Regions from separate parts of the Gossypium hirsutum genome. Here region 2 is linked to region 1. Evidence: chromatin contacts called from public Hi-C data. All regions are on one chromosome and are shown on one strand. The core of a region is the stretch at or near the end of the contact, and the rest is flanking DNA. Distances in the headings are between cores, read along the strand shown. Region 1 has its middle 16 kb from the start of LOC121229878. Region 2 has its middle 94 kb from the start of LOC121229884.

Region 1 (3,242 bases), core at 402-2,901:
AATTATATTGTTGATCTCTTTCAAAAGTAAACAATTTTAATACAAAATTTTTTGTTTTCGTATCTCAAAATTTGTTAATTTTATCTTAGTCCCCATTATAGAATTCTTAACTTCATTGTTGCACATAATCAATAATTGGTCACATCCTTTAATTATCTGACTTCATATTGATAGGGACTAACCAGAAAATTAGAATTTAGAACGAGAGGAAGAAGAAAGACAAGAAAATCTTGTGTATTGTACCGATTGCCCTCCTTCACTTACAGCTAAAACAATAAAAGCGAAAAATAAAACAGTTCCGTAACAACCCGATAACTGAAAGGCAGTTACAGGTCTATGCTAGAGGCATCGTTTTATTAAAACTAAAACTCTCCATTTTGCTTATATTCGTAACGCATCGTTTTGGTGCTTCTGTTTTTCATTCCAAAACACATACAGACCCTTTTAATGGAAAATAGGTAAAACGAGTTGACAAAAAATAGTAGGCAGAAGGGTTGAATATATAGATGTAAAACTGCACATCCTAATAATAAAATCATCCCATCTACTGGACACTAATTATAGAAATTTATTGGTCTTGTTTGTCGTCCCACGCTAGGAGCATCCCATCTATTGTTCCGCTGAAATAATCTGACCCTATTTATATTTTATAGAGTAACCCACAACAATTTTTTTTTTATCATAACCAACAATATTAAACTAAATAATTTTAGTAGTTTTAAATTCGTCTTTGGGGCGCATTGTAAGTTGAGCGTTGCATAAACAAGTTTAGCGATAAAGGGATTGGAAAAAAATTTCTATAAAAGTAAGTTTGGGTGAGAAATTTATATAAAAATTTATTTTTGTCGAGATTTTTAAAATTTTACGAATAAATATATTTTTTAAGTAAATATATTGAGCAAACTTAAAATTTATGACCAATTTTAAGAGAAACTTTTATAGCTTAAATTTATTTTATAAATTTCATGTATATAGGTGGTTTTTCAAAAATTCCTAATAATTTTATTTGATCTAATACACATATTCTATTATAAAATAAAAAGTTTAAACTTAAAATTTTATTATTTTTTAATCATAATATATATTTTTTGGTGAATTGCAATATTAAGGTAAAACCCAAACAACAAATGCCACTAGCGCGACTATAATATATGCTTTTTTAAAGTTTTTTTTATTAAAACCATCTATAAATTTTTAAAAATATAATGCTATCTATATCAATTTTTATATTATTTATTAATATAATTCTTATTCTTTTATAATTATTTTTTATTTGTAAAATTCTAATAATTTAAAATTTTTATAAATCAATTGTTTATTCAAACAAAGCAATTACAATCCTAACATTTTAAATTCATAAATTGTAAAATACTAAAATTTTAAAATTCTCAAAATATTTAAAAATTTTCAATCAAATACACTTTAAAACTTTTTATATCCATTACTCGTATTAGATTTCATTTTCTTTAGAGTAATTAAATCAAATTTAAGTAAAAATTTAATAATTTTTTAATTCATAAAGTAAAAATTTAATAATTTTTTATTTCATAAAACCCGAATTTGGCTTGAATCTTATTTAAATGACACTGTATTTGTTACTACTTAATCCAAAAGATGTTGGTAGGGTTGAAGGTTAGGTTGGTGAGGGGAGGTGGATGCTGGACCAGACAATTGCTATCTCTGGCCCCATTGCAACTTGCCAATTTTAATAATGCCATGTGAAATATAGATAGCTAACAAGTTGGTGACTTTAGTCATCTTTCAAGTGTTCTTAATGCACGAATAGGCAAATAACAAGATTCCTATTTTCTCATCTCTCGTATCGGTTCCCAATGAAGTAATGGAAGATTTGTGAGATGGTACAAAAATCGCCATAAATTTTACTATTATTTAAATCAGAAAAGATGGGTTTTATTAATAGATCAAATTGTAGTAATCACCCCTTTCTAAGCAACAAAAAATAAAACCCATCAAAACCCTTTCATTCAAAACTATCAAAAAAAGAAAAGACAAAACTAGTTCTAATCTGCGGGTAAAATCCAGAAAATTCATTGACAATAAATGACACAAAGAATGCGTTAAAGGTATGTTGATATTAACTAGTTTATTTCTTCATCCAATTTTTTTTTAAAAAATTATTTTAATTATTTAATTTTTTTTTAGTCTCTAAATTAGTTTTTTTATTAAAATACTACACATACATATTTAAGTTTTATATGTGAACAAATTATCATTCATAATACACACCAACGCTATACATACCATATAAATCATAGTGTACGTTTCAAAGACTACTAGAATAAGTTGGATAATGTGGCTTGATGTGTTGATCCGATCTCCCGACCTCACATTAATCTACAAGGACATTAAACAATACAAGTAAGCTTAATGAAGTTTAGTAAGGGCCAGTTCTGCATTGCTTTTCAAAAGCACTTCTGGCTCCAAAAGCACTTCTGTAAGAAAAGCTGTGCAGAACAAGCTGCTTTTGGTTGAAATTTTTAGCTTTTCAGATGTGCTTTTCAAAAGCACTTCTGAAGAGGAGAAGTTAAAATTTTTAGCTTTTCCTCCCCAAAAGCACTTTTAGTGCTTAATTATTTTTTCACCCCTCCAATAACATAGTACTTTCTCTTTTTTTCTTAGTACGTAATTACAAATGTGTTAAAATCATTAATTAAAAATAAAAAAATATTTTTAAAATACTAATTACAAATATTTAATAATTATATTTAAATATTTAAAATATAGTTTATATATTCTAATTAAATTTTACAAATAATTAATATTTATTACTTAAAAATTTTAAAATTTATATTTTATATATTAAGATATTAACAAGAAGTTATAATAATATTTTTATATTCTTACTAAAATATAATAATATTAACTAATTTAAATATTATTTAAATGCATATTTCTTATTTGATAATAATATGTTTAAAATTGACATTTTATTTTTCAAAAGTACTTTTTTACAGTAATGCTAAACACTTAAATTTTAAACTAAAATTTTCAAAGTACTTCTCAAAAGCACTTTTCCACAGCACTTTCCAAAAGCACTTTTCAAAAGCATTGCCAAACTAGCCCTAAGTTTGATGGGTTAAACGTAAATCTTACCGAAACTAAATGTAACAAATCAAATATGCAAATTATTCATGCAATCTTTCTGTCAACCACAACTTTAATCGAAGATCACACTTCTTTCAAATCAATATCAATAATAAATAATAAATCTTTCAATTTCA
Region 2 (3,242 bases), core at 395-2,894, 220 kb after region 1:
CAATAAATCTTCATAATCTAATTTCTAAATTAACATCTAATGAAATCTATGAAAACTTAAAATCTAAATTCTACAACTTAAAAATGAAACAAATCCAGCTCTAAACTAAAATCTAATTAAATTTATTAAAACTTAAAATCTAAATTCTAGAGCTAAAAATGAAACAAATCCAACTCTAAATTTAAAATATGAGAATTTCAAAATTCAAAAACTCTAAAATAGGATGTAATTGAACCTAAACATCTAAAATCTAAAGTTAAATAAATCTAGAGAAGATCTAAATTTTTTACCAAACTTAAATTAAATCTAAGGATATTGAAAAATAATTAGACTATAGATATGATAAGACAATTTTGCAATTTTTTTGTTGTAATGATAGTTAGAATGAAAATAATAGAGCTAAAGAAAAATAAGAGTGTAAAAGAACACAATTAACCTTATGTTTGTGAAGCCTCCCTTAGATCTTTTGTTCAATTACCAAATGAAACAAGAATACACTTCTTCCCTATCAGTTAAAGCTCACAACTTCTTCACCAAGAATGTCTATGCAACCCCGATAAAGAATTAACAATCCTACAACCCAAAATGGTCACTCAGCAGTGCTTGAGCTAAGTGTTACATCCACCTTAGTCAGCTAAGCAAACAATCGAACAAGAAAATAAACAAACAAGTTGAATGAAACACAAGTTCAACACAGCTTCAATAGAAATAAACTCTTAAAACTTGATCATTCTCAAAAGACTACGTCGTTTTATAAGCTTGGGAAATAGAAAAATATTTTCCTTTAAAACAATTGATAAGTGATTGGGAAGCTCCTTGAGTAAAGCTAATAGTTATCCCTAAAAATTAGCACCTTAAGCATAAAAAAAAAAGACTACCATGCTGATCAAATCACTTCAAGAAAATTAATTGAGAGACTAAAGCCTCTTAGTCGACCCATGCTACTATTTTGTCAAACATACCATAATCAAATGGATCACACTCAGTCTAATCAAAACATGTATGGGGCCCAAAACAATGGCCCAAGCATAGAAACAAAATTGTTATAACAATACATGGAACGAATGAACAACAACTTATAAATATTAATCTAAAATTCTAAATGAATTAAATCTAAAATAAATAAATCTAAATTTTAAAATAAGAATTTCATTAAAAAAATTACTAAAATTCTTAGAATATTTTCAAAAAGTAATAAGAACAGTAAACAGAAGCACAAAATGATAACAAGAAAATAGCAAAAAAAAAGAAAAGAAAAGATTATGCCAAAATAAAATTAATGCACTAATGATCACAATTATTCAACTAAAATACATAATAAAAATATTCAATTAAAATAAATTTAAATATTCCAAATAAAGAGAATCAAATTTTATTATTTACCAAACAATCATTCCTTTTAAAAAGAAAATTCTAGAAATTTAAAAATCAGATTAAATAAAAAGCAAAAATAAATTCAAAAAATATTAGAAATAAAAAGGTTTAATTTTAAAAATTAAAAAATGTAAAAGAGGGACTTGACTGGAAATTTTCTTGGTTTGAATAAAATTAAAAATCCAAAGACTAATCCTACAATTGTGCAAGGCGCAGGTCCCAAGAAATAAAAACATAAGCACGGGGGACCTCCTGTGCAATTTATAAAGGCGAAAGGCCTAAAATATAATTTAAAAACACGGAGGACTGGGTTGCAAATTTCTCTTTCCCACTACTATTTATTCCTGAAACTCAAATGTACTTTGTTATTTTTTTCTTTCAATTTTCAAATAACACTCTTTGTTTTTTCTCTCAGCTTTGTTTAAATTTGTTTTATGGCTCTACTATTGAAGAACCCAAGGATCTTTGATTTCCAACGTCAGAGCACCACACGCGGTGGCTGAAAACTGCAGAGAAAAAGATTTCTTTTTCTTTCTAACAAACTTTAAAGAAAAAAAAATCAAAAGGAACAAATAACCAAAAATTTCTTCTTTTTTCAAAACTGTTTCAAAAATAAATTTTTTCTTCACTTTTCGTTATTTTAGGTCTGAAAATTCACACCTTTTATTTTGTGGATCTGGTAAGGGTGGTTGTTCCTCATGGCTAGAGTTTTGAAACTCAGGATGTCGCCTCCTTGGAACCACCCTTCACCTTTTTTCTTCTTCAAAAATTGAGAAGGAAAGAAAAATCTTTTATTCATGTATCAAAAGAGCAAAAAAAAAAACGTGAAGACTGTCTTTGGAAAACCCTTTCCCTTTTTTCTTGTATCTTGATTTTCTTATTTATTTAGGATTCTGTTTTTTATTGTTTGCAGATTCATCGTTATACTTTTTTCCAAATTATCATTAATCACAAAATCGTTTCATATGCTGTTTATTGTCAACTGTAATTGGTTACCAACTTTTTCTTTGTATTCAGACTCGTGTTAGAAAAAAAAAAAGAAAAAGGGTTTTAAAAACCCTAACCCGAAAATTGGATACAGAAATGGGCTTTCGGGCTTGGACTTAACTTGGGTCAAGACTCAATTCCGGACTTCAAAAAGGACCTAAACAACTTGTGCTTGAAAATATTTAAATTGGGCTTGAGTTGGACTTGGACTTTAAAATGAATTTGGGCTTCAGACTAGACTTGGACTTTAAACTTAACTTGAATTGGACCTAACTTAAGTTTTAGTAAATACCAAAAGGTGGGCCTTAGTATTGGACTTTCAAAGAAAAACCAAATTTCAATATTATTTTATTTTATAAAAATAATTACCTGAAATAGAAATTTTTTATTTAACTTTTTTTTGTCTAATTTTCCCTTTTCCAAAAACAAGAATCGAAATGTGGATATCCAAATATCTACCCTTTTATGCCAAAAATTCAAAAATTAAATTAAGTTAAAAATGATTTAAAATTTTAAAATTAAATAAAAAAATAACTTATTTTAATTAAAAACCTTTAGAATTTGTGAGAGGAATTCAATACGGTCCTTAGTAAATTTTAAAAAATTCAATTCCAATTTCAAAATTAAATTAATATTAACATAAATTTAAAAGAAAAATAACTATGCTTAGGAAAAAGAAACTTGCAGCCCTCTAATTATTTCGAATCTCAAATCAAGATCGTAGATCCTAGGCAAATTAGGTGTCTACAACTGCCCTTCTTTCAGTGTTGCTTGTGTAACAAGGAATATGCAAAGATATAGACATCTTTGTTTGACAAAAATAAAGAAAACCAAATGACTAAAGTTTTAAAACAACTCGGCAAAGAGAAAAGACAAACTTG

What was found. Hi-C and Micro-C count contacts between places; a contact is called where the count stands out from the background.
Region 2: a contact with region 1 is called in a Hi-C map of leaf, with 2.1 times the contacts expected there. The contact joins two enhancer-like sites. A contact is called at or near these places in 3 of 34 Hi-C or Micro-C datasets (leaf and petal).

What each region holds. Positions count from the first base shown.
Region 1 is chrA05:75,440,495-75,443,736 of Gossypium_hirsutum_v2.1, forward strand. No RefSeq gene overlaps it. Among protein-coding and RNA genes, the nearest start is that of LOC121229878, 16 kb to the right of the region's middle. Within about 2 kb of position 1,652, at least 2 of the 9 cell types and tissues checked have an H3K27ac peak or open chromatin away from gene starts, as enhancers often do. A contact at or near this core is called in leaf, where this site is marked.
Region 2 is chrA05:75,662,842-75,666,083 of Gossypium_hirsutum_v2.1, forward strand. No RefSeq gene overlaps it. Among protein-coding and RNA genes, the nearest start is that of LOC121229884, 94 kb to the left of the region's middle. Within about 2 kb of position 1,645, at least 8 of the 9 cell types and tissues checked have an H3K27ac peak or open chromatin away from gene starts, as enhancers often do. A contact at or near this core is called in leaf, where this site is marked.